Linked DNA regions of Mus musculus: regions 2 and 3 are each linked to region 1. Evidence: chromatin contacts called from public HiChIP or PLAC-seq and promoter capture Hi-C data. All regions are on one chromosome and are shown on one strand. Each heading gives the region's core, a stretch centred on a gene start, on an enhancer-like site or on the middle of the called end of the contact. The rest is flanking DNA. Distances are from core to core; before and after follow the strand shown.

The links. Promoter capture Hi-C pulls out the DNA fragments that hold promoters and counts their contacts. HiChIP or PLAC-seq counts read pairs in DNA pulled down with a chosen protein or histone mark.
Region 2: an H3K4me3 HiChIP or PLAC-seq map of bone marrow-derived macrophages shows a contact between it and region 1, with 3 times the contacts expected there. The contact joins the enhancer-like site here to the promoter of Tmem87a in region 1. A contact is called at or near these places in 15 of 39 promoter capture datasets (the 3T3-L1 cell line, the C10 cell line, HPC-7-derived erythroid cells and 7 more), 2 of 484 Hi-C or Micro-C datasets (both in nephron progenitors), 11 of 115 datasets of contacts at active chromatin or transcription factors (the 230-238 cell line, astrocytes, bone marrow-derived macrophages and 6 more) and 3 of 9 other capture datasets (adipose tissue, liver and pancreatic islet).
Region 3: a contact with region 1 is called in a promoter capture Hi-C map of hematopoietic stem and progenitor cells, with 2.5 times the contacts expected there. The contact joins the enhancer-like site here to the promoter of Tmem87a in region 1. A contact is called at or near these places in 5 of 39 promoter capture datasets (the 3T3-L1 cell line, the C10 cell line, hematopoietic stem and progenitor cells and 1 more) and 2 of 9 other capture datasets (adipose tissue and liver).

The regions. Positions count from the first base shown.
Region 1 is chr2:120,401,740-120,406,104 of GRCm38.p6, reverse strand. Tmem87a (transmembrane protein 87A) reads left to right here and starts at 1,989. Exons shown (of 20, transcript NM_001110496.1): 1 at 1,989-2,200; 2 at 3,335-3,395. The coding sequence starts at 2,045. It overlaps Ganc (glucosidase, alpha; neutral C), which reads right to left and starts at 2,209. Exons shown (of 24, transcript NM_172672.2): 1 at 1,046-2,209. The coding sequence starts at 1,074.
Region 2 is chr2:120,957,957-120,962,160 of GRCm38.p6, reverse strand. Ubr1 (ubiquitin protein ligase E3 component n-recognin 1) reads left to right here. Exons shown (of 47, transcript NM_009461.2): 3 at 998-1,076. Among named protein-coding and RNA genes, the nearest start is that of Ubr1, 11 kb to the left of the region's middle. Within about 2 kb of position 2,625, at least 22 of the 459 cell types and tissues checked have an H3K27ac peak or open chromatin away from gene starts, as enhancers often do. A contact at or near this core is called in bone marrow-derived macrophages, where this site is marked.
Region 3 is chr2:119,696,300-119,700,693 of GRCm38.p6, reverse strand. The region is part of intron 2 of Rtf1 (RTF1, Paf1/RNA polymerase II complex component); the gene reads right to left. Among named protein-coding and RNA genes, the nearest start is that of Rtf1, 23 kb to the right of the region's middle. Within about 2 kb of position 2,058, at least 35 of the 459 cell types and tissues checked have an H3K27ac peak or open chromatin away from gene starts, as enhancers often do. A contact at or near this core is called in hematopoietic stem and progenitor cells, where this site is marked.

The sequences.
Region 1 (4,365 bases), core at 740-3,239:
TGCAGAACAATATCCTTTTGTAAAACTACCAACATGAATTACAAAATAGTTTCATAGGCGTGGTCTGAAGGCTATGGGAAAGGAGGAAGGCACTTTTAAGATAATAGCCACAACACCAAAACCTGAACTCTCAACCAAGCCAAACAAGCAACTTACTCTCCTATTTAAAGAGCAAAATATTTTCAGGACATATACTTCCAGAGAGTTTAGACCTGAAGACACAGTGTACCTAAATGTTCTATTAAAGTCTAACATACAACTGCAAGATAAGGCTCCGAATCCTTTTAAAAAAAGATATGTGCAGGTGCCAGAGTCAGAATAGAAACAAATACAGAAGAAGGAAAAACTGCTAAGAGGATTCCAACAATCTATAGGTTAATATTCTTTAACATCAAGTTTCCAGAACTGTATCTGGAATAAAATGTAAGAAGATATACATTACTACTATTTATATGTATTTTGACTAGCCTTTCTCTGGTTAAAACAACTATAAGCTATAAGGGGGTTGGAGGGTGAGGAGCACTCGCTTTGGTGAAGAGGTGTGGCTTTCTGCACCTGCAGTTAGTGAGTTCATGATTTTGAAAGAAGCTAAACTATAAAAACAGGTCGGGAGAGATAAAACACACCTAGTCATGCCAAGAAACTTTTATAGTGAAAAAAGAAAAAAAAAGAATAAGAAAAAAAAGAAAGAAATACCCTCATTAAACTCTGGTTTGGCACCGTTTATTTTAATCCAGTGTGCAAACATGAGGAGACCTTGCTGTCTTCCGTTTCCAGTTGAATGAGCCTTGGGGAGGGGCAGCCCGCTCAAAAATCCATTTAAGAGTTTGGAAGGCAACCTTTCCACTGTTAAACTTATCTAATCCTCCTGAAAGTACTTTATGAGAGGTTAGCTATTAACATTACCCAAATCCCCGCAGAACCAATAAAGAACGATGAAGCAAATAGCAAGCATTCAAGGAAGTGCTTTAAAACCTAAGTGAAGCCATCAAAGCTAGAAGGTTGTTTTTGGAGTCCGTTCTTGGGGGGAGCAATTGCCCTTTACCTGATTTCCTCTTTCTCAGCTGCTTCCATGGCACAAGGATGTTAACTCTGCCTGACTCCTAACTCTCAGGCCACAGTCTCAGGCGATCTTTAAAAAAACGGTGACAAGCAGGCTTGCTAAATTATAACCCGTACTTCATCACAGTCAAGAGTCCCCTTCGGGCAGAAGCCAATCTTAATTTTTTTTCATCTGGTATTATCTCAAGCGTAAACCAGCGTCTTTACAGGGATAAAGTACTTGGTAAATATTTCTAGGTTGAGAGTGGCTGATGAACTTTGCTTTTATTGGCGGAGATGTGCTCGCTGCCCTAGAGGTTAAAATCTAAGAGTGTGAGAAACAGGAAGCACCACCAATAAGGGTCAGTCTTAGTGGCTGTCACTCTACAATACCGAAAGCTGACCTGATCTCTCCTCACTTTTAGTTTCGAATGGGGAGTACAGTCTGGATCACTGCTGGACGCTGATGTCGCCTGTCAAACTATGCTGCAGCTGCCCCACAGTCTTTCAGGGTCAAAAGGGACTTTGGAGCTAATGAATCGTTTCTACTTCAGCCCCGTCACATTCCAGGCTCTGTTGCCACAGCTCGACAGCCAGAGAACTCAGTACTTGATGTCAATCATGCATCCAGTGTGCGCGCTTCTACAGACGTCTGGCCTGCGCCTGACCTTGACTTGGAAAGGATGAGGGGCGGGAAGAAGCAGGAAAAGCAAAGCCTTGGCCGCTGCACTGAGTTCCTTTAAGGGCTGGAAGAACAGAGGGAAGCACTAGACCTCAAAACTCTGCTAGTTCACCTCCAGGCCACGATCGCAGGGAAACAGGAGGACGCCTGCGCAGTAGACTCAAAGTTTCTGGGGCGCTCTGAGCGTCTGTGGGAAGAAGCACAGTTTCAAGGACCCGGATAATCCCGCCCACAAAGTAGCGCCGGAAGAGGGTGGGACGAGCCGGAAGAAGGCGGAACTACCTAGCCGGAAGAAGGCTCAATACTTTGGGTAGGCGCTTCATGGCTGTGAAGATGGCGGTGGCTGCGTGGCTTCAGGTGTCTCCTGTTATTTTTCTTCTTTTAGGGGCGCAGCCGTTCCCATTATCGTTTCTTGGTGCAGGTCCGGCACCCGTGTTTGCTGCAGATAGATCGAAGTGGCACATTCCGATGCCGTCGGTGAGTGTTGGGGTCGCTACTGAGCCTGAAGGGGGTAAGAGGTGGGGCTACGGTGGCCCAAGGGGTCCAGGAAGATTTCTGGAAAGTCGGGTTCCCAAAGTGAGTGGAATACCCAGAGCGTCCGTGTAGCTGCCGACGGGATCCCACCTGCCCTGAGCTGAGAGCTGAGCTATTTGCTGTAGGCGAGGAGTGTCAGGGGCCAAGCGTGTTCTTACCGGGAAAGTAACAGAACTTTAAGCATGGAACAGGAGAGAAACTTAATACACAGGGAGAGATAGTAGTTTCTCTTTCAGCTAGAATGTTACAAAATCCAGTACTAGGGCTGGATGAAAGGGAGATGTGAATAGAAGTCTTTATTTTTAACTCGTGTGTGTGTGTTTGTAAAAATAGTCCTACGGATGAAGGGTTTTGATTTGGTTTAAACTTGGAAACGTCTTTTGTGATTAGGGGACTTGGAGATTCAAAAATGCATTTTAACATGGGAATAGCCAAAACGAAACAATTCTAAAATGTTGTGTAGTAAGGATAGTCTTTTGTTTGGATAGTTAACTGATAAGTCGACCCATTTTAGAATCTCGTTTGACTTAGTACAGTACTTTGAACCAGAAAAACCAGATTTTGGTGAGAACTGCTTTAAAAACCATTAGCCATTTCGTTGACCTTTTTGCCTTTTTTTTTTTTTTGTCCTGTTCACTGTACATTTATATGGCAAATATTACAGGTTGTATTCATGTTGGTAAAGGGTTTTGGGCTTTGAGTTGTAGTTTTCTGTTTGTTACTGAAATGATTAATAGTTAAGTCCTTTTACATGTAAAAGTAAAACTGCTGAAAGTTTATTCAAAAGTCGGTTGTTCTGAGGGATGATTCGTGAGTAAAAAAGGAACTGTCCAGCTCAAGCCACTTTGAAGTTAGGTTGAAATTTGTAGCAGCCTCCCACTCAAGAGTCCCTGCTCTGTGGCCTGTAGGGAGCGGCAAGAGCCAATAGTTAGGATATGACTGACTTTCACTAAAGAAAATGTTGTTACTGTCTTTTTGATTAAGAAAATTTTGAATATTTTATAAATGTAGGTATTCATATTCTGCCTTGAAAATCGAAATGCCCTGATGTTAATTATCTTCCCTTTATCTTTTCAGGGGAAAGGTTATTTTAATTTTGGAAAGATTCTTTTCAGAAATACTACCATCTTACTGAAATGTGAGTTTCTAAACTTCATTGAGTTATTCGGATCTTTTAAACTTAGAAAATTATTCTCTACCCTAGTTTGCTTCTGTGTGCGCGCGCGCATTTGTGTGCATGTAGGAACATGTATGCATGTGTGTGAAGGTCAGAGGTCAGTTACTTGTGTCTTCCTCAGTTGCTGTCAGCCCTGTTTTTTGAGACAAGGACTCTCTCCTTGAACTTGGAGCTTGAGGTTTGGCTAGACTGGCTGACCAGCCAGCCTCAGGGATCTTCTTGCCCGCTTCTTTGGCACTGGAATTACAGGCATGGATTTTTACATGGATGCTAGGAATCTGAACTCAGGTGCTGATGCTTGCTGTGACAGGCAGGCATCTTACCAACAAAGCCATCTCCCTAGCCCCTTAATGTATTTTTAAGTCCAGAACTTTAATAACCTGGCACTGTTTAGATAAAAATATTTAATTTATAAGTCCTATCTGTGAGCAATATTCTGAGTACTTATATGAATTTTTATTGTCTTATTGTTTTTCAGTTTGCTGTTATGTATAGATACACTATTATATGTAGCTTATATTATATATTTGTATTACATACTTAATGTATACTTTATTGAATTCATATTGGCTGTATGTTATACAGTGTGTATGTATATTTATGTACATAAATTATATTTTTAATCATAGTTAAGTTGAATTATATTTAATTTTGTTTGTAGAGTGCTTACATCATTTTTAGATCTGTTCTGAGTCAGGACAAGATTTTGTGCTTGTGTGCTTGTTAGCTATTTACTGAAAACATGGCCCAAGATTGTGAGACCATTGACTAAGATACTCAGTATGTTTACCAAGGGAGTGTTTAACACTTCAAGGAACATTGAGTTCAAGGATATTACCAGGAAATAGGGACTGTATAGAAGAAAGCCAGTTTTTCTAGTGAGAGAAACAAAAGATCTGAAGCCAAACTGTGCTCTGTTTTTGAGATGGGG
Region 2 (4,204 bases), core at 1,376-3,875, 560 kb before region 1:
TTTGTTTTTTTTTCCTGTATCTTACAATGTTTTTATTTTGTATGTTTGTAAAATGCAATGCTCATCTGGAATTCTTAAAAATAAATTTTAATTTGGAAACTGCTTTAAACAGAGTAGATTATATATTTTTTATCGAGAATTTTACAGAATTTTGGGCAAATTTTAGGTCCTGTCAGCAGCTGTTTTAAGTTTCATCTTCTTTCCCCTTTTCCTCTTTCTCTTCCTCCAGTCCTAAAATTCTCTGTGTGTGTGTTTTTGAGATAGGTTCTTAGTATATAGCCTAGGCTAGCCCTAAACTCACTAGAAACTCACTAGTAGCTCAGTCTTTCAACTCTCAACAATTCTGCCTTAGCCTCAAGGGTGCAGAAAGTACAGATGTATGCCAGCACACCCAACTCTAAACTTTATTTTTAAACTTTTAAATTTTGTCTCTTCAAATATTCAAAAAATTTAATTCTGTACCTTGTAGTAACTTAGGTTGTTGTTGCGTTTCTCTGAAAATGTGAAATGGAATCATGTGTTGTAAAAGCGCGTAAGGGAGAGCAAAGAGGGACTGGGTGCCTCTTGGTGACTCCACGCTCATGCTTACATGCCAGGTACTGCTTGAGGTATTTGGGATCTACCAATATATAACCAATGAGTTTTGTCTTATTGAACCTCAGTTACAGTGCACAGAAGTGTGCCTGTAAGTTAGAGGGCAAACAATGGCAGATAATGAACAAAAACAATTTTCCTCTAGTTCCCACAGAGTTAACAGTTTAAAAAGCCAGGTAAAGCTCAAAGTTATAAACTGAACATCTTATGGAATCAGGTGTGTTAGAAAGGAGGCTAAATTATGGAGGCAGCGTTGTCTTTTTTTCCAGGTGTTCTTAGAACTCAGCTTTTGGGGCATCCGGTGTTATTTTGCCCACCACACAGGAAGCTCATTCGTTTTATAGTTGTACCTTAAGTGTCAGCGCAAGTTGGTTTTTGGAATCTAATTCTTTATTTTCTTTAGGGATTGTGCAATTGATCCAACGTGTGTGCTCTGTATGGACTGCTTCCAAAGTAGTGTTCATAAAAACCATCGTTACAAGGTATGAAAACTATATGTATAAAACCACTTAGTGGGAATCTCATGACCACCTAGTCCAAGTTTTTGAGCTGTTTTATTTCTTGCTAAATAGCTCTGATGTGTATCTTTAATTATACTTAGATAATGTATGATGTGATTATACCAATTGAGATTCTTAAACTGTATATGTGAGTTCCATTTTCCTACATTCTTGGAAGATTTGACCCTCTGTAAGTTGTTATAAAATTATCAGTTCTCAGGAAACTCCTGAGCATGGTAGACAATGCATCAGTCTACAGACTTAGTTCTTCTTGTGCTCTCTTAATTAATAATGGGGTTGAGACTTTTCCTTTTCTGTTGAATTATTAGATAGTTTTGTTATTAGAGCTAAAATGTATTTCTCACATAATAGTGCTGGTTCTGTATTCTGGGCTCAGATAGATATGAAGATTCATGTTTCTCTTTGTATATTTAATATGCCTCAAGTACTGTGTAAAATGTAAATAACATTTCGAAGTTACATAGTCCATATCTTTTGTAAACTTGAAAGTTCTAGGCTAACACAGACTACATATATAGACAAAGAGGCTTTTGAATAACAAAGAAAAGAATGTCTATAAGCCTAAAGTACTCTCCTCAAAGGAAAGTACACAGAAAATGGAACATTTTTATAGTTGGTCACATAGGGAGCCTTAATAGTATTGAAATTCCCTCTGTCTGGATTCCAGGTTAGAATTATTCATTTCCTTGTTAAACTTTGTAAATGACTTCTACCTTGTGTAGATTCTCAGACAAGGAATACTTTATAAGAGAAAGAAGCACAGCTATTCTGTTAACCATAGGTAGGAGGAATATGTAATGTGCCAGAGAAAGGGGTAGAGGAGAAAGGGGCAAGGGCAGACTCCATCTCTAGGTGGGGCAAAAGCCAACCGAAAATTTTATTTATATTTTATATTATCCAGTTTTCCTAGATACTTTTTGGTATATTGTGTAGGTGAATACCTGATTTTATCTGTGCTGGGGTTGGACTTGGAGCCGTACGAGAGGTTGGCAAACACTCTAATGGAGCTACATTCTCAGTCCTTGTGTGTTATCTCGCAGTGCTGGAGTTTGAAGCTAGTGTGCTTTGTACACACTTGTCAGGCAAGAACTCTATCATCATGCTATAACCTAGTCCAATAAATACAGTTTTAAAGTAATGAGAACTGAACTTAGACTTCATACATGCTAGGCAAGTGCTGTACCACTGAGCTATATTCCCAGCGCTAATACTTTTTAAATGCTATAATATTTGTGTGTATGTTTTGTGTGTTTCTGAGTCAGGTTGTCATTCTGTAAAACGAGCTGAAGCTTTGTTTCTTTATTGTTCCCAAATACTGTCTTGGACTCTTCTGCCACTGAAGGTTTTCCTTGGTCCTCTGTTTGTGTATTTTTCATGTTCAATACAATGTTGCTTTAGACCAGTGTTTCTCAATCTGTGGGTCTCCACCCCTTTGTGAGGTTACCCAAGACTGTAGAAAACACAGATGTTTACATTATGATTCATAACAGTAGCAAATACAGTTATGAAGTAGCAAGGAAAATAATTATATTGTTGTGAGTCACCACAATGTGAGGAACTGTACTAAAGGGTCACAGTGCTAGGAGGCTGAGTAGCATTGGTTTAGACAAACGTAATATGTGATGCTGAGAACAGAACTCAGCGTCTGTACTGTATACTCAGGCTGATCTTGAACTCATGGCAGTCCTCCTGCTCAGCTTCTCAGGTGCTAGAATTACAGGCGTCAAACACCTCGTTCAGTTTCATACTTTTTTTATTTTCTTAAAAATTTTTACATTTATTTTACTTATTTACATGTGTGTTTTATTCATGTGCATATAAAAAAAAGGCATGTCTGAGACTTTATCTGTAGAGAAAGATTGTTTGAGGTTGAAGAATTTGTGCTTTTAATTTGAAAGACATCCTCCTGTCCAATTTCTGTTTTTGTAAAAGGCATATAAAATGTATTATCTGAACCATTTTTAAGTGTGTGTGTGCAGCTGGGTGGTAAGTTTTCAAAGCTCATTCTGTGAACCCATGTCCACGGTCCAGCTCCATACTTCATTTCACTTTGTGAAGACAAAGTAGTCAATGGTGGCTCTCCTGTCCTTGCTTTTCTCCTGGGAGCCATCAGAAGCTTCCTGTCTCTGTGAATGTGACTTCTGTAAGTGCCTCTCCTGGTGTGGAAATCAGGCAGTGTCTTTTGTGACTGGCTTGACTTGTATAAAACTCTCAAGTTCAAATGCAGCATATATCATAGGTTCCTTCCTTTTTAAGTTTGAATAACATTCTGCTATAAAACATCACATTTTGACTATCTGTGTTTCTATTGATGGACTCAGGTTGTTCCACAAAACTTTGATAGATTTAGGTCAGGTCATTTTTCTTGTGTTACTGGGCCAATTTATTTGTGGGTTAAGGCTGGAGAGATGGCTCAATGGTTAAGAGCACAGGTTGCTCTTTAAGAAGACGCAGGTTTGATTCCCAGCACCCACATGACAGCTCATAGCCATCGGTAACCCAGTCCTAGGAGATCTGATGCTCTCTTCTGATCTTTATGGGTATGCAAAGACACATGCAGGTATAATACCTCCATGTGTGAAATAATAAATCTAAAAAGAAATTAAAACAAAAAGGTATGAGAGCTGGGCATGGTGGTAGACTCCTGTAATTCTTAATTCTAGCACCAGGGAGGCTGAGGCAGGATCAGAACTCAAGGCCTCACTGGGCTATGTAGGAAATCCTGTCTCAAAAAGACAAAGATGTGGGGATATTGCCTTTCCATTAGCATCTTTTTGAAGTTTAGTTGCACAGGGCTTGTTGTTGTTGTCGTTGCTTTGTTTGTTTTTTGTTGTTGTTGGGATTGACAATCAATACATTGGAGCCTGAATAAAGTCTAACTTGTGGCTTTTGTGTGAACTGCAAGCTAAGAAAGGTTTCTGTAACTTTTAGGGGCTGAAAGTATGGCTCACAGGTGGTCTCGTGCTTCCTTACTGTATGTGTGCAGAGGACGTTCTGAGAAAAAGTCCAAATTACATCATTCTCATCATCTTCTCCCTGAGTTAGTATATTTTTGGTTTTTCCCCTAGGAACACTGAAAGGAAGAAGAT
Region 3 (4,394 bases), core at 809-3,308, 710 kb after region 1:
AAAAAAAATCTGGCCTGTGAAATTGCTGGGGAGACAGCTCAACAGTTTTATGTCCACCTTGCTCTTGCAGAGGACCTAATTAAGTCACACAGACAAGCACCAAGTCCCACTGCTAGTTAGTACAGAACTAACTCACAAATACACTGTGCTCCAGTGTCTCCTGCTTTCTGCTGTTTTCCTTACTTTGCTGTGGGTAGTGCACAGTACATGTGGATGTGAGAGCATTTGTAAGCTTGTGCATGTACAAGCCAGAGGTCAATGTCAAATGTCTATTTCTCAACTGATCTCCACTTCAGTGTTTGAGACAGGGTCTCTCACTGAGATTGGTGGAAAGGAGCTCTGGGATGTCTGTCTTCATTGGCCCCAGCGGTAGAGTTATAGACATGCACCTCCGGCTTTTATGTGGGTGCTAGGGACCTGGACTCCTGTTTTTATGCCAGCACGGCAGGAGCTTTACTGACTGCAATATCATAAAGACTGGAGACTGGAGATGACTCAAAAGTTAAGAGTTCTGGCTGCTCTTTCAGAGAATTGAGGTTTAGCTTCCAGCATCTACATGGTAGCCATGTGTTGAGTCTAATTTTAGGAAATCCACTGCAGTCCAAGTGTTGCAAGCAAAATACCCATACATACTTTTTAAAAGTAAACTGGATTATGCTGTAACAGTGTTTCATTAAATCATAAACATGAGGTCCTGGAGTTCTAAACTTAAGGAACCTGAAATCTGGTCATTAAAACAATAGGTAGCACATGCTTGCAATTCTATCCAAAAAGTCTTCTGATATTTTAACCTGCTGTTTTAGAATGACTTTAGCTGAAAAACAAAATGATGAATTGTAGTCTACTTTTTAATTTCCATTCTACAAGGAATGTCTACTAAATTATGATGACCCTTTCATCAGCACAGAAGATTCAAATCTGTAAACTAAAATTTCAGCCGGGCAGTGGTGGCTGCCAGCACTTGGGAGGCAGAGGCAGGTGGATTTCTGAGTTTAAGGCCAGCCTAGTCTACAAAGTGAGTTCCAGGACAGCCAGGGCTATACAGAGAAACCCTGTCTCGAAAAACCAAAAGCCACCCAACCAAACAAACAAAAAACCCTAAAATGTCTATATCTACTATTTAGCAAAAATACAGCATCTTTGCTCCTACTCTAATAGGATGACGGTAAACCCAGTGCAGTACATTTATGATGGGTAGTTTCTGTTGTTTTGGTAATTCTGGAGAAGTAGCCATCCTATTAGTTTCCCACAGAGGCTATCCCTAAGACCCACACTCTTACTTCATCTTGATAAAGACACTGTTGAAGATGACTTGCTCTGTTTTTGAAGACCAAGTCTTCCTACAGAGCCCAGGTAGAACTCAATCTGTCACTGCTCCCGAGTGCTGACTTACACCTGGGACACAGTCCCTTTAACTGCCACTTACTTTTCCATTTAATGAGGAATGAAAAGAAAACACCTGCATGTTATGAAATACTATGAGAGTGAATAGTGCCTGTTATACATAAATTTGCATTCCAACACCTAGATCATCATCTAGAACGAAGTTGTAATTTTCTCTTAAACCTGAAGTTTTAGGCATTTCTAATTTTAAATCCTTAAGGAATATGATTTTCAAGTCAGTGTAAAATAATTCAAAACAGTCCACAATGTTCAGTTTTTGCTAAATGAGCTAAAACTACATCAATTTTTTATGCAGACAATATTAGAACCAGTAATGTATATTGTTCCATTGATTCTTGTTACAAGAAATAGCACAAAAATGCACATAGTACTCTGTATCTATTGTGTTAGGAAAATGGCCTCAATCCACTTTTCCCAAACAGTGTTTGAATACTGTGGACTCCTCAACAGAAATGTGAGGTGGTTTAGAGTAAAAGGTTGCACTATCAGGGTCCCATGTGAGCCAGAGTGGCTAGGGCTGGTTTTGCCGACAGGTGTGGGTTTCTAATGTGCAACAGAGCCAAACTCTGGATTCCCTGGGGAGGTGGGCACGGACCAGAGCAAAAACTACCTAGAGTCACACTAGTGAAGCCACTGGCTTCTTGTCCTTCCACTTCCTTTTTCTCTGCCTAAGTGTGAGCCCAGCAACTGTTGCATAAGACACTGCTTTATGGGGAGGGACAAAAGACAAGGGTTAAAATGGAAGAAAAACAGAAAAAACTTAAATGCCAATTTAAAAGAGAGCTTTTTGCTAAACCTAAATGTGAAAAGGGTATTGGTTGATTTTCTTCCAACAATTTCCAAAAGAAGATACAAAGCTGCACCACACACCCACCAGCCCCCATGAGCCTGACTCAGGCCTCCAAAGGAAAATAGCCAATTAATGCAACCAGTGACCCTATGGGGAATTAGAATGCTGTACCTAAAGCCAGTGAAATGTTCAGTGGGTAAGGGAACTTGCTGCCAAGCTTAATGACTACATAGTGGGAGCAGAGACCCAACTTCTGACAGTTGTGCTGGCCTCCAACATGTGTGCTGTGACTTATGCCTGCCCACAAAAAAATTAATGAAAACACTTTTTAAAAAACAAATTTCCGGCTGAAGGTGTCCACCTGATGACCAAACACTCGGTGGAGTCCAAAGACTTCTGTTTAGTTCTGAGCACCTAAGTACAGGGAACTGTTTGTATTCCTACTACCCATGGGTAAATACTTAAAATCTGAGAATTTCAGGGAGACTCAAAGAGTTCCAATAATCATCCCAAGATTTTTTTTTTTTGGCCTCTGGAGAGTAGATCATATTTGTAGTATTTTACAATAAAATCTATAAGTCAGATATTCCTATGTTTTTGGTCTAAGCACATATATCAAATATTGTGCAATACCTACTCTCCCACAATACAGATTCTATTAAAGTATAAGGGAAGACAGGCAAGAGAAACAATACAGAATTATCTTATTCATCTTTAAGCTAGAGACTGCTCACCTGTTCCTTCAAAACCTTTATTCCCTTGTCCTGTGACTCTCAACACAGGACAAATGAAGTCTTTCATTGTCAGAGTGAAACAGTAAGGGGAGTGAGGAAAAACAGGTCAGAATTGATGTTCTGATTTTTCCTCCAGGAAGGACGAAGTAAAGGAATGAGCTAAATTTCATGATTTGTTCGGGGACTGAGGCAGTAGTGAAGGGGTAGCTCTGTTGCTACCTGTGAAAGGTGCAAGCCTCTATTTTCTTATCTGAGGAATACAGGAGTCCAGGTGATCTCTAAGATCCTTAGCATTATGGGATTTTTATATGAACTGGGTGTTTGACAGGAGGGCTCTGTATTTCTTATTCTAGATACTAACAGCCACATGAGAGGTATCTAAGAAGCCATGGTTTCTGAACTTTGGTGTTTTGTTTACTTTTTATCCTGAAGGTTGCAAGGATCAGAGAAACTGAAGAGTAAATGCAAGCTTATGTCAGTGCAAAGGCCTGGTCCACATCTCAACTCTGAGTCCACCTAGTAACGGCTACCCACAAACCACCAAAGGAAAAGGAGGATTGGGTTGTCAGTCAGGTGCTATACATGCTGGCATCCTGCTGGTATGTAAGCCACACACAACACCAGGCAAGTGATTATATAAATATGCAGCAAAGAAAGCAAAAGATAAAGGCTAGAGGAAAGATGTTTCTTATTCAATAAAACAGACTACAGCCTGACTCTTGATCGAGGTAACAGCTTAATGGGCAGCAGCAGTTAAATAACAAATCAGAGGGTATGTGGATGTTACAAACAGCCTGGGGCCAGTTTCCTTCCAAACACTCAGAAAAGAGATGGGATGAAACGTAAGATAGAAGTGGTTGGTTCAGACATGGGTAGCCTTGACATACTGAGTACTATGAATATTCTAGAGGCAAGAGAGCAAAGAAACTTCAAGATTTCAGACAGCATCTCTAAGAGGCAAAAACACCTACACACCTAGGTCTTGGGATACAGAGAAAAAAGTATTTGAGCTAACCCCTCAACCCCCTTGAGCCAGGGTCTCATACAGCCCAGCCTGGCCTCAGATTCACTGCACAGCCAGGAACGAGCTCCTGCCTTAACTCTCAGCATAGGGACTGTGGGTCTCCATGCTGGTTCTAAATTAAATTTATATATGAAAGGAAAAACATTTCAAGAATAACAGCTAGGCTAGTAACAAACAGTGCTGGAACTGGGTCAAAAGAACTGGAAAAGAGTCAAGCGTTTAACCTGTGCCTGCTTTTTATGTGTAAAATACCAGTGACACAGTGACTTGACTGCTTACTCTGGGTAACATGAGACTAAAAAGAGAGAGCATAACAAAGTTTCAATCTCATTATAAATCATGTCCTAGCTGTGGGAGGAGCTCAGTGGGCAGAGTGCTTACTTAGCATGCAGGAAGCCCAGGTTTTCATCTCCAGCAGATCAGAACTGGAGACATGAAGATC